2 separate regions of the Capra hircus genome follow, and region 1 is linked to region 2. A link is a contact called in public Hi-C data. All regions are on one chromosome and are shown on one strand. The core of a region is the stretch at or near the end of the contact, and the rest is flanking DNA. Distances in the headings are between cores, read along the strand shown. Region 1 overlaps FARP1 (FERM, RhoGEF and pleckstrin domain-containing protein 1). Region 2 has its middle 61 kb from the start of STK24.

Region 1 (3,613 bases), core at 343-2,842, 160 kb after region 2:
CAGCCGGCCCATCCTCCCAGGAGGGTTTTCTGTTGCATCTTGTAGTGAAACCTGCATATCATCTTTTGAAACCTCAACATGTCTGAATGCTTTCATGAATAAATTTTATAACAGGATTTTTGCACACTCTCCTTGGAACGTGACTCTTTAAGAGGGGGCAGTGTACCTGCCATGTGTGTGTGGGGGTGTGTGTGTGTGTGCGTGCACCGATGAGGCTCCAGGAAGACGTGCCCACATTCAAGCTATGGAAATGTCCAAGTCAGCTCCCTATGCAACTTTAAAAAATGGTCCTCTGAAGAGATGGGTGACTACTGCTGGTTGGTAAAACTGTTGCGTCTTCCGAGTCATTTGCTTTTTTCCTTAAAGGAGCGGGTGTCTACCAGTCAGCCAGCCAGGTGTCTGTACTTTTCTCAGCCCGAGGCAGGGGTCTCTGGGATGGGAAGTTGAGTTCTGGCCACGATCCTTGACCAATCTGAGTTATATGTGACTTTCTTGTATGTTTGTTGAGATGAATCGTAGTCGACTCTTGCTGGAGTAGCAGTTCTTGAGTTGGAATCCAAGGCTTTTTGGAAGGGGGAAGTTACTGGGTAAACTTGAGGACAGGTCAGTTATCTGCAGGCCCAGTGTCCTGGAAGTCACCGGGAGAGACTTCTGAGGGGTGCTTCTTGTTTGTTCGGTAATAGGACGGAGCTAGTTTTTAAAACTCGAAAATTGTCATGACTTTTAAATTAAAAGTAGATTTGGGTTGTTGTTGATTTCTGTAAGGGATACATTTTGGTTAGGAGACATAGAACCAAATTGCGACTTCTCCTCACGCAAATATGTTAAACAGGAAGAATTGAGAGGATTTTGTTTAGTGTTTTGGAGAGTGTTATGAGGGGGCTGGCTGTTTCCCTACGTGCGGCATAAGCCACAGGTGAGTTTCGTTCGTGGGTGGAGAAAAGCATCAGAGGACGGAGCCGTGTTCCCTCGGGGATGTGCCGCTCAGCTGGTCTCGAGAGCCCCGTCACAGCAGCTTTCTGACCTCAAGTTCTTCAGACCTGCACGTGGACAGTGGTTTCAAGACCAGACGCTGGTGTGAGATGGTGACGCTGACGGGTGGACAGGACTCTGGGCTCGGCGAGGTGGTGTGACCGATTAGCAGTCACTGGTGCGCAGCAATGCACATCTCCCAGGGCAAGCGGCCAACTGCTTTGTGATTTGGTTGGAAATATCTTGTTGATGGCCTTCTCGAGGCGGGGGAAAGGTGTGCTTTGACCAGCTTTGGAAAGTGGGTCCCCTTCCCCTGTGCGTTCTCTGGCTTGCTTCCGGTAGACAGAGCATCTTGCCGAGTTCAGGGGGCTAGCGTTGGCCCATGTCAGGTCCTTTGTTAAAAGACAGACCAGGCACCAGAGCTCCAGCAGGACCCCCTCGGGCCTGTAAATGGCAGGTGGTGTTCAGCCAGACCTGTGAGCTCAGCAGTCGAGGTGCATCGAGCGCCATGCTGGAGCCTCTGGCTGGTGAACCCCGGCAGCCAGCAGCCTGTCTGCCCGCACTGCGGACGGCAGGGGCGCCCACGTGGAAGCACAGCCGGCCTTTTTGGGAGTGGAGGCGGTGGGCCGGCCGTGGCTGGTGGCTTACACTTTCGAAGTCGTGTCTTCCGCACGGGCTGCACCACTGCGGTCTGGGGGCCTTGACACCATAATAACCTTGGGGTTGCCTCGCTGTAACCCAGTGCCGCCCACCTTCCTGATCTGACGGTTTTGTTCTCTGATGGGTCTTTTGAAGCATTTTCGGTTCTTTACGCGGCATTTTGTACCTTTTCAGCAAAACATGCGGTCTATTTATAAGCATTTTTATATTTTTCCTTCCTTAAAAAAAATGGCTTCTGTATTTCTGCTATAAAATAATGGCAATAACTGGGGAGTGCTGCTGCAAGGCGTGTTCTTAAGCACAGGGTCTGTATCATGCGAAGGTCAATAAAGTTCACAGAAACAAATTGTTTTTGGAATTGTGTCTTTGTGTGTAGAGGAATAGACGATGTTTGCATTGTGGTTCTGCCCCATTCCCCCCATCCCTGGGTCTGCATGTATGAGGCGGTGGGGGGCCTTGGAGGTTAGCGATGAGGGTGAAGCCCTCAGGACTGAGGTCAGCGCCACAGCAATCCGTCACCCCTTCCGCCACCTGGGGAGAGGGCCTCTGTGAGCCAGGAAGTGGGCCCCCACCAGACACCCAGTCCGCCAGGACCTTGATCTTGGACTTCCAGCCTCCAAACCGTTAAGACAGATGGTTTTCCTGCTTATTAAGAAATGTGTTTTATATGCAACCCCGTCCATGGTATGTTTGTTAACAGCAGCCTGAACAGGCTGAGGTGGAGTGTGTCCCTGAAACCCTGTGTTTCCAGCAGCTTGGGGTGGTCTGAATCAGCCCCGTGATCTGGACTTCGGTTCTCTTTGACTTCGCAGGGGGACACAGGTAGGTGTGAACGGAGGGCTGACCTAGGAGATGCCTTACCCCCAGGCCTTGCAGAGGTGAGTGACCGGGGAGGCTTCTGGAGATGCTCGGGAATGGGATCAAATGGGCACTGGTCCCCCCATCTCGCCCTCAGCCCTGAATCTTCCAGGTCTCTTGGAAATACTCTGCTTCGCAAGTTGGGAGAAGCAGATGAAACTTACCAGATTTCAAGTTTTTCCAAATACGCTGTCTTTGCGAGCGGTTGTCTTCACCCCTTCCTCCCCCTTCCCCGTGACCAGCCGCCTCCCCAACCCACCAGCCCGAGAGGTAGTTAAAAGACAGGAGACAAGATTGGTTGTTTTGCCTTAAAACTTGAGTGTGCTGGATTGTGGCGTGAGGTATTTTTTTAATTCCCTTTTGTTAGTACTTAAAAGGATCTGTACAGATTGTAAGGCAAGTGATTCACACATCTCGAGTTCCTCATCCATTTGTGTGTTTCCACGTATGCCGGTCACAGCCCCAAGTCAGGCTCATCCTGTCGGGGTCTTGGGTGATGGGGAACCCTCCCTCGCCCCCCCCACAGGGGCTCAACAGTATCAAGGGAATAGTGGCCACCTGATTCCCCATGGAGATAGGCGAACGGATTTTGACTGGCGGCCCCAGCGGTCACTGGAACCCTGTTCCCTGTGTCCTCCGACTATCAAGGATGTGCAATGTCACATGTCCGTCCATAGCCCAGGCCTGGGGGTGGCGAGTATCAAAAGGAAAGAATGGTTTGTGAAGACAGGCACGAGATACATATATACTACTATTAAGTGTGCAGTTCTAAACCACAGTTGCGGGAGGACACAGGTATGATTGTGGGGAGTACGCACCACAACTCGGAGCCCCCGCACCCACGCCCCAACACAGCACAGAGGGCCCTGGCCACTGACAGACACGTTCTCATGCTTGGGAAACAGCAAAACACCACGGCTTACTACCCTCCCCTCGACACAGCACTCGGTACACTTGACAGTCCAGAGAGCTGCTCACAACAGAAAACCCACCACACCTCGTAAACAGCCATCACTTCAACAATTTGGCCAGCCTACCCCAAGCAGTAGGTCTGGGAACCAGCGTTTCCCTGGAGCCTGAAGCCCCCAGTGGGATACAAGGATGCTGCAAATTGCTCGTTTTA
Region 2 (3,701 bases), core at 773-3,272:
ATGCGGAAACTCCTGTCCTTTTCTCTCCCTTGCATGTCCCCTGCTTCCTCTGTGTATGCATGCGTGTTCAGTCATGTCCAACTCTTTGTGACCATTAACTGTAGCCCACCAGGCTCCTCTGAGCGTGGAATTTTCCAGGCAAGAATACTGGAGTGGGTTGTCATTTCCTTTTCCAGGGGATCTTCCCGACCCAGGGATCGAACCCACATTGCTTCCTCTAGAACTCCCATTATTTTGATGCTATTCCTTCTTGACCAGGCTCTAATTTTCTTATCATGTCTTTCTTATCCTTTCTCTCCTCTCCCTCCTACTTTTTTGATTGTTTTACTTTCGAAAAATCCTCAGTTTATTTTCCGAATTCCCTATCTATTTTTTCTTAATTCCTACCAGCTTTGATTCAGAGTCTTTTTAATTATCTAAACTATTTTTGATGGTCTCCAGCACTGTCTTCCATTATGACAGTGTCTTCTCTTCTAGCTTTTAGACTATGCCCAGGGGTGTTTTGAAGAATTCTCCTCCTGTCTTGTCTCTCTGGTCCCTCCATGCTGCTTTTCCTCAAATGTCTTGTGGTTCTTGGCCATCAGTTCATGTTTAAGAGAAGGATCTGAAGAGCTGCTTGGAAGTTCTGTTCGCATGGTTTTCATGCTAGGGAAATCTGCATGAGCCATTTTATTGCAGAACCCAGAAGTTGGCGTTTTTAGATATTTTCTGATTCAGACCAGAGTGTGACTGTCCTGAGCTCTGAGTCAGGTAGCAGGAGAGGAGCTTAGCATTCGGTGTGTAAGCCTTCATTTACATCCTGCGTGTGCCAGCTGTCCCCAAGCCCTTGACCCTGGATTTCACCCTCTCCAGAGACTAAGCCACCAGGGAGGTGCTGTGCTGTGCAGGAATGGGTGGTGCTGTGCTGTGCTTAGTCGCTCAGTCGTGTCTGACTCTCCTGCGACCCCAGGGACTGTAGCCCGCCAGGCTGTCTGTCCACGGGATTCTCCAGGCAAGACTGCTGAAGTGGGTTGCCATGCCCTCCTCCAGGGGATCGTCCCAACCCAGGGATAAACCCAGGTCTCCTGCATTTCATGCAGATTCTTTACCATCTGAGCCTCCAGGGAAACCCAGGAATGGATGGTGGGGGGTGCTTAACTGTCTGATTCCACGTGCTGCCCCACCTTCATGGATGCTTCCTGAGGTGCTAGTGCTGCTGATTCCTGCACTGGGTGTGCGAGTGTGCATGGGCATGTGTGCGATTTGAGTTATTGTATAGCTTCCTTACTACAAACCTTTGAAGCCAGCTCTCTGAATGGACTAAGTTACTCACCACCCATCTATCTGCTTTTCAGCTTCTAAATTTGTCAATATTGACTTCTCTCCAACTCTTTGAATTGATACATTTTTAAAAAAATTCCTTTTTCACCATCCTCACTGTCATTTAGTGAGTTGTATGTAAATATGTGTATTCAGTCCTCATCTCTTTCCAGAAGTCCACTGCCTCTGTGACCCAGCTCTATAATTGCCGCCTTTCTTCTGATTGAACAGACTTGCTGTCTCTACTCTTTCCAACGCCTTATTCCAGACACCTGGAAAAGCTGCCTTCTCCCCGGGTCTAGTTTGGTGACCTGTTCTTCCCAAGCCCTACAGAGGTTAGCTCACCCCATACTCTCCTGCCTTTGGACTTCAAGCCAGAAGCCAGTTTGTGGCACCCACTCAGGACAGAACTGCTGGGGCTGAAAATCCTGGGATCCAGGGAGAGTAGAAGTTATTTATCCCCATAAATATCCTGACACTGAGAACCAGGCGGCCTCAAATCCTGATCTGGCCACCCCACATCCAGAGAACTTATTTTCTGATTTGTCTTTCATTTCCCCCCATCTGCTTAGACTTAGAAAAAAGGAAAAATATTCATCATGTACTTGTCTTTGACTGCAAGTAAGAGAAACCCCAAGCCACACTGACAGAGGTAACGTGGACCTTTTTTTTGGCTACATGCTTGAAAGTCCAGAGATGAGACAGGCTTCCGGGCTGGCTGAGCCAGCTGCTCTATGACGTCTTCAGTGGCTCCGCTCTCTCAGTGTCTATTTCCTTTCAGTTTCTCCTCTACCCACATCATTCTCGTTTCATTCAGAAACCGATTTCCCTCAGGGCTATAAGGGCTATGCTGGTAGCAGCAGTTCTGCAGTTGTGGTCCATTTCAGTGCAGACACGACAGAGAAGAGACTTTCAACTCACAGTCCTTCCCTTCATGTGTATAGCATGCCGACCGACGACTGCACTCCTCACTGTCGGCAGAGAAAGGGCACAGGCGGCTCAGGTCCAGGCGGTGGGGAGGTTCCTCAGGAGACCGGGGCAGGGCAAAGAAGTGAATGCCCTAGGGCGGCGGTCACAGGGCCAGATGAGAAAGAAGAGTTCTCAGGGGGCTTCATTTGAGGCGATTGGAAAAATCAATCAGGGGAGCGTGTTGGGGGTGGGGAGGAAGGACCAGCGGAGGAGACTTAGTGGCAGGAGAGTCTGGAGAGAGAGAGAGACACCTGGGGGGCCTGACATTGCTCTGGCCCTGGTGTGGGTTGAACTTAATCCCCACAAGGAGAAGGCGTCCTCACCCCATTGCCTGGGAACGTGACCTGATTTGGACATGATCTTTGCAGATGTCATCAAGTGAAGGTGAAGTCATCCTAGAGTAGCATGGGCCCTCTAGCCAATATGACTGGTGTCTTTTTTTTTTTCTTAATATTTATCTATTTATTTGGCGGCACTAGGTTTTAGTTGTGGCACGCAGGATCTTTAGCTGCAGCACGTGGGATCTAGTTCCCTGAGCAGCAATCAAACCCAGGCTCCCTGTCTTGGGAGCAGAGTCGTAGCCAGTGGACCACCAGGGAAGTCCCAACTGGTGTCTTTCTAGGAAGAGAAGGGATGCAGAGACACAGTGTCATGAAGAAGGCAGAGACTGGAGTGAGGCAGCTACAAGACAAGCCCACGATGCCCAGGCTGGCTGGCTGGCAGCACCAGAAGTTAAGGGAAATGTCTAGAACAGAGTCTCCGCTAGAGCCTTCCGAGAGAGCCTGGCCCTGCCAACAGCTGGCACTTGGCTGTTGGACTCCTGGACTTGAGAGCTTTGAGAGAATGAAGTTCTGCTCTTCCAAGTCAACCAGTTGGTGGTAATTTGTTACGGCGGTTCTAAGAAACTCACACCCACCCCAGCAGACAACAGAAGGCACCCGCAAGGTGGGGAAGTGAGACGAGTCTGTAGGAACCAGAAGCAGAAAAGCATGTGGGTGAGGCTGGGGGGAGATCACTTTAATCAAGCACCTGGTTGTGGTGGAGACCTTACCAGTGTGAGACTGAAGGAGGGAGCAGGTTCTGGAACCCGGAGCCGGCAGCCCAGCTCTGGGGGAGGGCTGGGGCCCTGAGGGGATGCGGCCAACCCAGGACCACCAAGAAGGAGAGATGCCCTGACCTCCCTCTCTGCCCCCCAGGCTCCCACTGGCTAAACCCAACCAGAAGCCCGAGCAAGGCAGCCTGGTGGGCAGTTCACCTAGGCAGCCTCCTGGGGCACAGAGCAGACTGGGGCTGGGGTGGAGTGGGCAGAGAATGGACCTGGAGAGGCCCATGGAAAATACTCCTCAGGAAAAATAGAGAATGTGGTTTTAGCTAGAACCTTCTGATGGGCTTCCCCAGTGGCTTGGTGGGTAAAGAGTCCGCTTGCAGGGCAA

What was found. Hi-C and Micro-C count contacts between places; a contact is called where the count stands out from the background.
Region 1: a Hi-C map of blood shows a contact between it and region 2, with 4 times the contacts expected there. The contact joins two enhancer-like sites. A contact is called at or near these places in 3 of 5 Hi-C or Micro-C datasets (blood and liver).

The regions. Positions count from the first base shown.
Region 1 is chr12:10,848,844-10,852,456 of ARS1.2, forward strand. It overlaps FARP1 (FERM, RhoGEF and pleckstrin domain-containing protein 1), which reads right to left. Exons shown (of 27, transcript XM_018056422.1): 27 at 2,789-3,613. STK24 (serine/threonine-protein kinase 24) reads left to right here. Exons shown (of 11, transcript XM_018056423.1): 11 at 1-127. Among named protein-coding and RNA genes, the nearest start is that of TRNAC-GCA, 3.1 kb to the right of the region's middle. Within about 2 kb of position 1,593, at least 1 of the 5 cell types and tissues checked has an H3K27ac peak or open chromatin away from gene starts, as enhancers often do.
Region 2 is chr12:10,691,784-10,695,484 of ARS1.2, forward strand. No RefSeq gene overlaps it. Among named protein-coding and RNA genes, the nearest start is that of STK24, 61 kb to the right of the region's middle. Within about 2 kb of position 2,023, at least 2 of the 5 cell types and tissues checked have an H3K27ac peak or open chromatin away from gene starts, as enhancers often do.